3 separate regions of the Zea mays genome follow, and all the other regions are linked to region 2. Evidence: chromatin contacts called from public Hi-C data. All regions are on one chromosome and are shown on one strand. The core of a region is the stretch at or near the end of the contact, and the rest is flanking DNA. Distances in the headings are between cores, read along the strand shown. Region 1 holds the start of LOC100279343. Region 2 holds the start of LOC100276506. Region 3 holds the start of LOC103649898 (paired amphipathic helix protein Sin3-like 3).

Region 1 (2,700 bases), core at 21-2,520, 280 kb before region 2:
TCCCTGTTGCACTTGCACTGCTTTAAAGAGTTGCTGCTCAATGGGCTCGGTCAGAAGTTAGTTAAGATCCTATCTTTTGACTTCTCTTCCTGTTTTCTTAGTTAACTTTTCAAGATTCAAATATATCTTTTGGAATAATAAAAATATAGTTTTATCATTTATTTATTTTAAAAGAATATCTTCAAAGGCATGAAAATCCATATAAACAGCCATCGTAATTAAAAAAATTGGTGAATTTTATCAAATCCCCAAAAAATAAGATTTTAGGTTGTTACATCTGCACCCACATATACCCACATATAATACGCCGGCCGAAAAATATCGTATCTGACCCGCCAGCGTCGCGCGAGCGGCGAGCCTGGGCTTCCGCGCACAACCATCCAATCACTCCCACTAGATGCAGGGTGGCTTCTTGATTTTAAATACAATGAATTTCTAGCATTGTCACGCAAGGGAATAAACGGGAATAAAACGGCTGCATTTTTTTATGGCACTTGTTGTGGAGTTCACAAACGATCACTGTGGTGTTTCTAACAAGAAGTTGTTTCATCAGGATTTATTTGGTAAAAAACCAAAAAAAAAAAGAAACGTTATAAATAAAACCGGTGCAAAAACAAAAAAAAACAGCTCTGGTAGGTATATCTGTAGCGTGACATGAGCTAGAGCCGTCTACGCACCATTTCTTTTAAGCGACTCCACCTAACGAACCAACTGCCACACTAGCCGAACTCTCTACGATCGCCCCATTTACAATTGCATTGCAATAATACTATTTGTAGTTCTATTATTATCTGCTACTGGTGTACTATTAAATATGAAAAAGAAAACCCGGTCTCAGACTCATGCATCTGACGCAACTGATGGTCTGACCGTTTCTTGCCATGGCTTCCCTTCCCTGAAGGTTATTACGCGAAGAAGAGCAGCGATTGGCAACAAGATTCCCAGAAGCAATGCCGTCCGTAATCCACTGCTGGCCTCCATGGCGTGATGCGTGACTGGTAAACGCGTCCTCTGTTTGCGTCGCGTGCACAGCCAGCGCCGAGCCAAAAAGAAAAAAAAAGGAGGACCATACGCAACGCATGCATGTCCAAACTGCAGCAGCGCCCAAAACACAGTGAATATGCAGGGCTTAGTTACAGACAAGGAGCAAAATGATAAACACCCACCCAAGCGGAGCGGTAACAGCCAAGCGATAATGCAAGATTGCGCTTGCGCTCCGTGCCATACATAAATACGCTTCGACATGACAGGGCAGGGCAGGGCAGGACACGCACGTAGTACATACAGGTCACCCGTTTCGATCTCAATTCGTGTACTAGTATAATAGTAGTAGCTAGGATTAAGTTAGCAAGACAGGAGCTGTGAGGGGACCTGCCGGTATACTACTATCTAACCTTGGCTGCAGCTGCAACCCTCCTCCTACCTTGGTTTCTCTATCCCCTCTCCTCTGATCGGCTGGTCCCCGTTGCATTGGCCTTGGCCCTTGCCATGCCAACCTCATCAACGCCTCTCAACTCTAGCTAGCCAGCCACACCTCCTCTGCTCTGGTCCTCCCCGCCATTAGCCGGTAGCTGCCTAAGCTGCTAACCTTGCTATCTTAGCTACTTCTACTAGTCTAGTGCGTATTTTGTGTCCTGTACATGCTTAGTTCGTCCCCCGCCCCGACCTAACGTGCGAGTGCCGGACTGCTGCGGAAGGAAGGAAGGGAGGGAGGAGGCCGGGCATCAGGGACAAGGAAGACTAGCTCGACATTAATTTCGTTCCGGTAAGGGGAATCCGGAATCGTTCGGCATGGATAATCAGCGAGCCACCTCAACCTCAAAGGGAATCGGCTGCTAGCTAGGAGCTAGCGAGGAGGAGGGTTATCGGCTCCTCCGGCAATCCTGAGGCCGGCTAGCTGAGGGCGAGGCAGCGTCACGCCCGTCCGTATGCATGGAGAGCCAGAGGGTGGTGGTGGTGGTGGAGGACGCGGGCGCCGCGCGGTCGGCGCTGCAGTGGGCCGTCGGCAACTTCATCCGCGGCAGCGACTCCATCACGCTGCTCCACGTCTGCCCGCCGGCGCGGTCGCGCAGGAAGCGCCGCCGCCTCCGCCTCGGCGGCTTCCAGCTCGCGCTCGCCTTCAAGGACCTCTGCAACGGCATCGCCGAGGTACGCACGCACGTGGGCTCAGTGAGTCTCACCCACTCACGGGCAAATTAATTAGGAACAAAGGCAGCAGCACTGCAGCTGGTCGCTGCCCGGTTGGATTTTGCAAGCTGGTGGTAGGTTAAGTTAGCCGCTCGATTGCAATCAATCGGCCGGCGTGGCGTCGCTGTCGCGCCGTCAATTGGCCGCCGCTGTTGTTGATCAGCGTCGTCGGTCTCGTAGTCGGTCGACGTCCGGGTCCGGCTGACGATCCGGAGGATGCGCTGCAGGCCAAGGTGGAGATCGTGGTGACGGAGGGGGAGCTCGGGGAGACGGTGGTGGCGACGGTGAACCAGCTCGGCGCCTCCACGCTCGTCGTCGGCCTCCACGACAAGAGCTTCCTCTACAGGTGAACCATGAATTCGTATTCCGTTTGTCTCTTGTGAACTCTGAGCATGCAAGCTCGATCCAGAACCCGTTGTTGGACTGAATCTTTCGCTTGTTTATTACGGCGGGTGCGCGCAGCAGGGCGCCGAGCCAGTACAGCCGAGTCATCAGGAGCCTGGGCTGCAGGGT
Region 2 (2,870 bases), core at 206-2,705:
CATATTTAAGGCCACTCATTATTTCCTACAAAATCCAAGAGGCTAGTTGATACCAGACTTGTTTGGATCTGGATGGTTGGATCATAGATAGACGTTAGAATTTCACAACAACTAAACAAGCATATCACAATTTGCAAAGTTCTTCAATATTCAATGCTGCAACACGTATCTCATCACTGCAATGCAATAAAACAGTTAAAAGTTTCCATGCATCGGCTTTGGAAGTACAAAAAAGTAAATAGTTTCGACAGAATAAGATCAACCTCTCACTTATCCAGTTGAAACCTATGCAGCAAGTCTAGGATTGGCCCAGAAGACTCTGCTTCGGCAGCGAGCTCCCTCACCATCAAGTCCGCAGCCCTCAAGTCCTCCCTCACATCAGCATTCAACACAAGATGTGAAAAATGATTATCCAGCAGCACTCCTAGCGCCCTAGCCACTGCTCCAAACGATGGCACGCTGTCACACTGCTCCAATCTGAGGTTTTCCACAGCCTCCGGGCAAGTGTGCGCTTCCGAGAAGCTCCAGTACTTCCGAATCCACTTGTTGAGATATCTCATCAACCTGACTACCTCCCCGCCATCAAGTTCAGCCAGAGCCGCTCCAAGCACCACGGAATCCACATTCCCTGATGCAAATAGGTAATGCAGACACACCTCTGGGGAGGTGAACCCATCGTGCCCCATCATGAGCAGCAGCGCCGCGAGCCTCGCCGCAGCGTCAACTTTCTTCCTCTTCACGGCGCTCTTCTCCCGACACCTGTTGACAGCAAGCACCGCGGCGTCCTTCCATCGGCACTTGACGTCCATCATGGCGTCGTAAGCCTTATCGGAGGCCGGCGAGAGGAAGCAACGGAGCGCGGCGAGGATCTCGGAGGAACGTATGTCGGCGGCCTGGCGGAGCAAGACGCAGACAAGGTCGACCCAGTCGTTGTCGCAGAGCGACGAGATGAGTTCCGGTGGCGGGTGCGGGAGGAGGCGGGATTCCGCGAGAGCAAGGAGGATGTCGTGCCCGGCGAGGCTTACCGCCTTGGAGGCCACAAGGGAGGCGATTGCGGCGGGGAAGTAAGGGGCGACAGCGCGGATGGCGGCGGGGAGGGCCGCCGGCGGGGTTGGGAGTGCGAGGGATCGTGACAGAGTGGTGATAAAGGTGGTGAGAAGGGCGCGGAGCTGCGGGAGGGAGGAGCAGGAGGCAAGCGAGGCCGCGAGGTAGGAAGCGGCGGTGGCGAGGGTGGGGTCGGCTGGGGAGAGCGACCAGGTGGAAGACGGTATTGGGGTGGGGAGCGTGGAGGATGGCGGCGGCGGCGGCGTGACACCCGGCGTGAGCACGATAGGGTGAGCCCTCTCGCTGGAGCCGGAGCGGGAGTCGGCGGCGGGGTTGGTGATGGCTGCGAGGAGGGTCATCTTGCCGGCGCCACGAGAGCGGGGACCGGTCGACGATGGGTTAGGGTTTTGGGGAGGGAGGGGCGAGGGAGAGAAGAGGAGAGGAATGGGGAGGGGTCCCGGGGATTAGGGGACGTCGGGGTGGGCCTCTGCTGGTTGACGTGACGGGCCGTGCGTCTTATATGGGCCTCCAGTTTTGCGGTTACCGTGTTGTGCTGTTGTGCGCTTCTTGCCCACTTTCGCAGCTGATGAGGCTGTACCCTCACAGTCCAATCCAGTCCGTGTGGTTCCAACAGAACCTAGAAGAGGATGCGACAGCTTTATTTACTATTCAAATTTTCTAAAGTTTAACTAAATTTGCAGAGTATAGAAGAGTATCAATATTCAAAACTTTTGCAGGGACCAAAATAAAAATAAAACTATAGAATTCATAACAAGATGCGCGCCATTGGCTAATTATGGTGCATACATACTGGCCCATATCCCACTTGCCCATTGGTCCAAGAGGAAAATGTGATGGCGCAGAAAGAGACCGCTGCAGCCCACGTTGTAACGCCCAACATCTCCTAGTTTGAGAATTAAATAAAGATCTCCAAAAGATTTATCTGAATCAGTGCTTTTTATGTGGACTATACATTTAAATTATTTTCTTAATTAAATAAATGGGAAATATATAAAATTATATTGTGCACTGCATTCTAGAGCATTATTTTTGTTTGTGTGAATTCAAAAAATTTGGATTTGAAATATCACCCGTGGAGGGATGGCGGGAAATATCTTATATACCTAGGCCTTTATGTGGGTTGGGCTCCGTGTGGGTTGTTTTTTAGGCCCGTGGAGCACCCGTGGGTGGGATAAAAAATCCCGCTCCAGACACCGTTATAGTTCAGGTCCTCAAACATGCAGACTCGCAGAGGAAAAATCAACCCCACCCCTACCGGGTCCAAAAATCGTGTGCCCCACCCCGATGTCATCCTTGAATTTTAGTAAGTCCTATATTATCTTTATATTTTTTTTATTTTTACACTAGTCCCACAACCTGTGCTATTGCATGGGCTAATAACTTGAAGAGATCTAAGCATTTGTAGTTTATATAAAAAGGCTCCACAACTTGCCTTCTCTCATTTGTGCATGCATATTCTCACACAATACTCGTATAAACATATTCTAATATGAATCCAGTTGTGTAATAAACTTTTAATTATTGATGAATTTTCTGTCTCAATATATTGTTGGTGACTTTACATCATATCGTACATGTGATATATTGATATTCACCTAGAGGGAGGTAAATAAACGAAACATGAAATTTGACACATAATACAAAACTTGATCCTAATTAGTTGGTTAAAGCAAGGTATAATTCAATCGGAGTAGGGAGATAAGTTCTTATTGCAATGTGTTGCTTTTGTCAATGTGCGGAATAAACTTAAGAGAAACACAAGTGATTGTAATGAAGAATAATGCAAGAGAACTTAAGAGGAAGGA
Region 3 (2,916 bases), core at 73-2,572, 500 kb before region 2:
CTCTTATCTTTTCCATGTAAAACTATTCTAGAATTGACTAAAGACAACTACTACTTATAAAGCTGACGACATGTTATATGTTCTCTGGTCCAACCTTTACCTAGCCCTAGTTTGGAAACTCAAACCCCTCAAGATTGAAGGAGAATGGGGGGAGGGATTAGTTTAATTGTCCCTCAATCCCTATCACCCGAAGGGAATTTGAGTTTCCAAATTAGCCATCAAGGTTTTAGCGTGACACAATAGTCCTTGAGGTATTCAGTTCAATCCACACTCATAAGATGTTGTGAGTGCGGACTATCATGAAGGATATGTTATACATTTCTTTGTGTTTATCTTGTCATATTTAATTCTCAAATATGTTTTGAAAAAAAGAAAAGGCGATACTAAATTTTATGTCAAAACATGTCTTAAAACTATTTGGTTATTTCAGTGCTGAGTCGAATTGAATTGTTTGGTCTTTAATAATTTGCAATGTGTTTCAACCTTTCTTAGATGACCGAAATATTGAAAAATTGAACTAAATTCTTAGATATGATCAAACAAACATTTGTAGATGTGATTCTAAAATGAACTAAGCTAAGGAATTATGGGATGGAAAACTAGCTTTTATGTGAATTACTTATTACATAGAATAATTTCTCTACTGAGTTTATTCTCTAGAGTATCACTTTTATTAAATACTACTACCTCCACTCTCGAATATTTGTCACCACTAGTTCGTTTTTGAACTAAAACACAATAAATAAAATAAAACGGAGGGAGTAGTTTCTATATATAAAAATAGAAGGAGCACATTAAACTAACCGGAAGATCACATAGAAGATAAATAGACAGACAAATATGACCGAAAGAAAAAGTAATGTGAGCACTTGTGGATTGTATTGAACATACTAGCACGGACGACATTTTTATGGGGCCCAACTGCAAGGGTACGAGGACCAACAAATATTTATGGTAGAGCTTGCCAAACATTGGAGATTACATTGATGGAGTTCTTTGTGTTTTTTTTCGGATGACTTTGATATTTAGAGTTAGGTTTTGAGTTAAATTTGTTATTATTTTGTTTGGCTTGGGGTGATGAATTTAGCACATCGGACGGATCGCTCCCCACCATAGACGAATTCGGACACTTCTTTCTATGCGTATAGCCGTATACAAGCTATTTGGTCCGTCACCTCCAACTCAAGCAAACCCTAGCGCAGCGCTAAAGGTAGACAGTTCATTCCAGGAAGTATTTGTATTTGCGGCGATTCTATACGTATACACATCCTCCGTGATGTGAGTGACTTTTGTGACTCATGCAAGACGAGATAGAAAAATTATCAGCGCATTTCTTTCCAAACAACTCTCCGGTGATAGAAATAGAAAAATTAGGTTAACCTGCAGTGCGAGACGGGCCGCTGCCGGCGCGGTTCACCTCCACTGACGTGTGGGCCTCGAATGGCTAATCTGTCCTAACACGGGTAATCGCCCAGACCGGCACCCGTTGGCCGCTGCCGCTGCCGCTGCCGGGACCGGGAGTGCGCGTCCGACTGTCCGTGTTAACCACAAGCCTCCCAACGCGGTGAGCTCACCCTAGTCGGGTCCATCTCCGTCGTCCACGTCGCCCTTATCTCGGATCCGGCGGCGTCGGGCGGTGCAAGAACGGCCGCGGGCTGCGTCCCTTCCGCGATAGGTTTACTTTGCGGAGCCCTCACCCGCCCCTGTTCCTCCCAGCCCCCGAGCCGTTTCCCTTTCATTTCGTCTCTCCTCCTCGCTCCCTTTTCTCTTCTGGCGCCCCCACCCCCCTGGCGATTAGCTCCCGCCCGCCTCCCGCTCCGCTCCCCACCGCGCTCGCCGTGCTGTCTCGGCGCTGCGCCCGGCGGCGCCGTGAGGGTTGGAGGGTGCTCGTGGCCGGCAGATCCGGCGTCGGCGTCGGCGTCGGCGGACAGGCTCGGAGGTGAGATCGGCGGCGGGGAAGGGCAGAGCGCGCGAGGTGGTCGAGGGAGGAATCGGCTGCGCGCGGAGGCGGGGAGGAGGTCGAGCTCGCCTGGTGCTGCATGGGGGCATGAAGCGCGGCACCAGGGACGACGCCCTCATGGGGTCCCAGCTCAAACGCTCGAACGTTGTCCGATCCGATCCGTGAGTACTCGCCTCTCCGGCCCGTCTCGCTCCGGTTCCTCGCCGCCGCGGCTCTCACTTCTGCTGCTATGTTTGTATCTGTTTCCTTTCATTCTCGGCCTGGGTTTCGTCGCTTATCGATGGAGTTGCCGAGGAAACGGTCATATTTGAATCTGCTCGACTACTTCATGGTTGTTTTGCGTAAATTTTTTTGTTTGCTGAATTCATTTTCTTCCGCCCCAATTTCAAGTATAGTATGTGAAAATGTTTTTTCCTTTTTTTTGTTCTCCTTACGGTTTTATTATGTGATCCAACGGTCCGTTTTCCTATTGTGTATGTGTCGCAGGTCGGCTCAGCCACAGCATATGTCTGTGCCTGGTTCAGCGTCTGCGGCCGCACCGCCGCCTCAGGCTGGCGCTGCTCCGCCGGCGCAGCCGCAGCAGCCGTCCGGTGCGGCCTTTACCAACCAGAAGCTGACGACAAATGATGCGCTCGTCTACCTTAAGGCAGTTAAGGATAAGTTTCAGGACAAACGGGAGAAGTACGAGGAGTTCCTCGAGGTCATGCGCGACTTCAAGAGCGAGAGGTCGGTCCATTCTGCTGGCGCTCTGGTCAATCTGATCCATACCGTTTCCAAATGTTCCCCTTGGAGCAAAAATATTAGCTTTTCTGCGCGTTACTATTGTGTTGCCGTTCAACTGTTGGATGCAGGATTGACACCAATGGAGTGATTGTCCGTGTCAAAACGCTGTTCAACGGGTACCCTGAACTGATCCTTGGGTTCAACGCCTTCTTGCCTAAGGGCTATGCGATCAA

Evidence for each region. A called contact is a pair of places that touch in the nucleus more often than the background predicts.
Region 1: a contact with region 2 is called in a Hi-C map of leaf, with 4 times the contacts expected there. The contact joins the promoter of LOC100279343 here to the promoter of LOC100276506 in region 2. A contact is called at or near these places in 4 of 25 Hi-C or Micro-C datasets (leaf, seedling and tassel).
Region 3: a contact with region 2 is called in a Hi-C map of ear, with 2.1 times the contacts expected there. The contact joins the promoter of LOC103649898 here to the promoter of LOC100276506 in region 2. A contact is called at or near these places in 2 of 25 Hi-C or Micro-C datasets (ear and endosperm).

The regions. Positions count from the first base shown.
Region 1 is chr3:28,737,961-28,740,660 of Zm-B73-REFERENCE-NAM-5.0, reverse strand. It overlaps LOC100279343, which reads left to right and starts at 1,270. Exons shown (of 4, transcript NM_001350286.1): 1 at 1,270-2,148; 2 at 2,415-2,533; 3 at 2,653-2,700. The coding sequence starts at 1,929.
Region 2 is chr3:28,453,901-28,456,770 of Zm-B73-REFERENCE-NAM-5.0, reverse strand. It overlaps LOC100276506, which reads right to left and starts at 1,455. Exons shown (of 1, transcript NM_001152480.2): 1 at 152-1,455. The coding sequence starts at 1,403. The coding sequence ends at 267.
Region 3 is chr3:28,956,133-28,959,048 of Zm-B73-REFERENCE-NAM-5.0, reverse strand. LOC103649898 (paired amphipathic helix protein Sin3-like 3) reads left to right here and starts at 1,322. Exons shown (of 26, transcript XM_008675581.3): 1 at 1,322-2,121; 2 at 2,447-2,686; 3 at 2,812-2,916. The coding sequence starts at 2,048.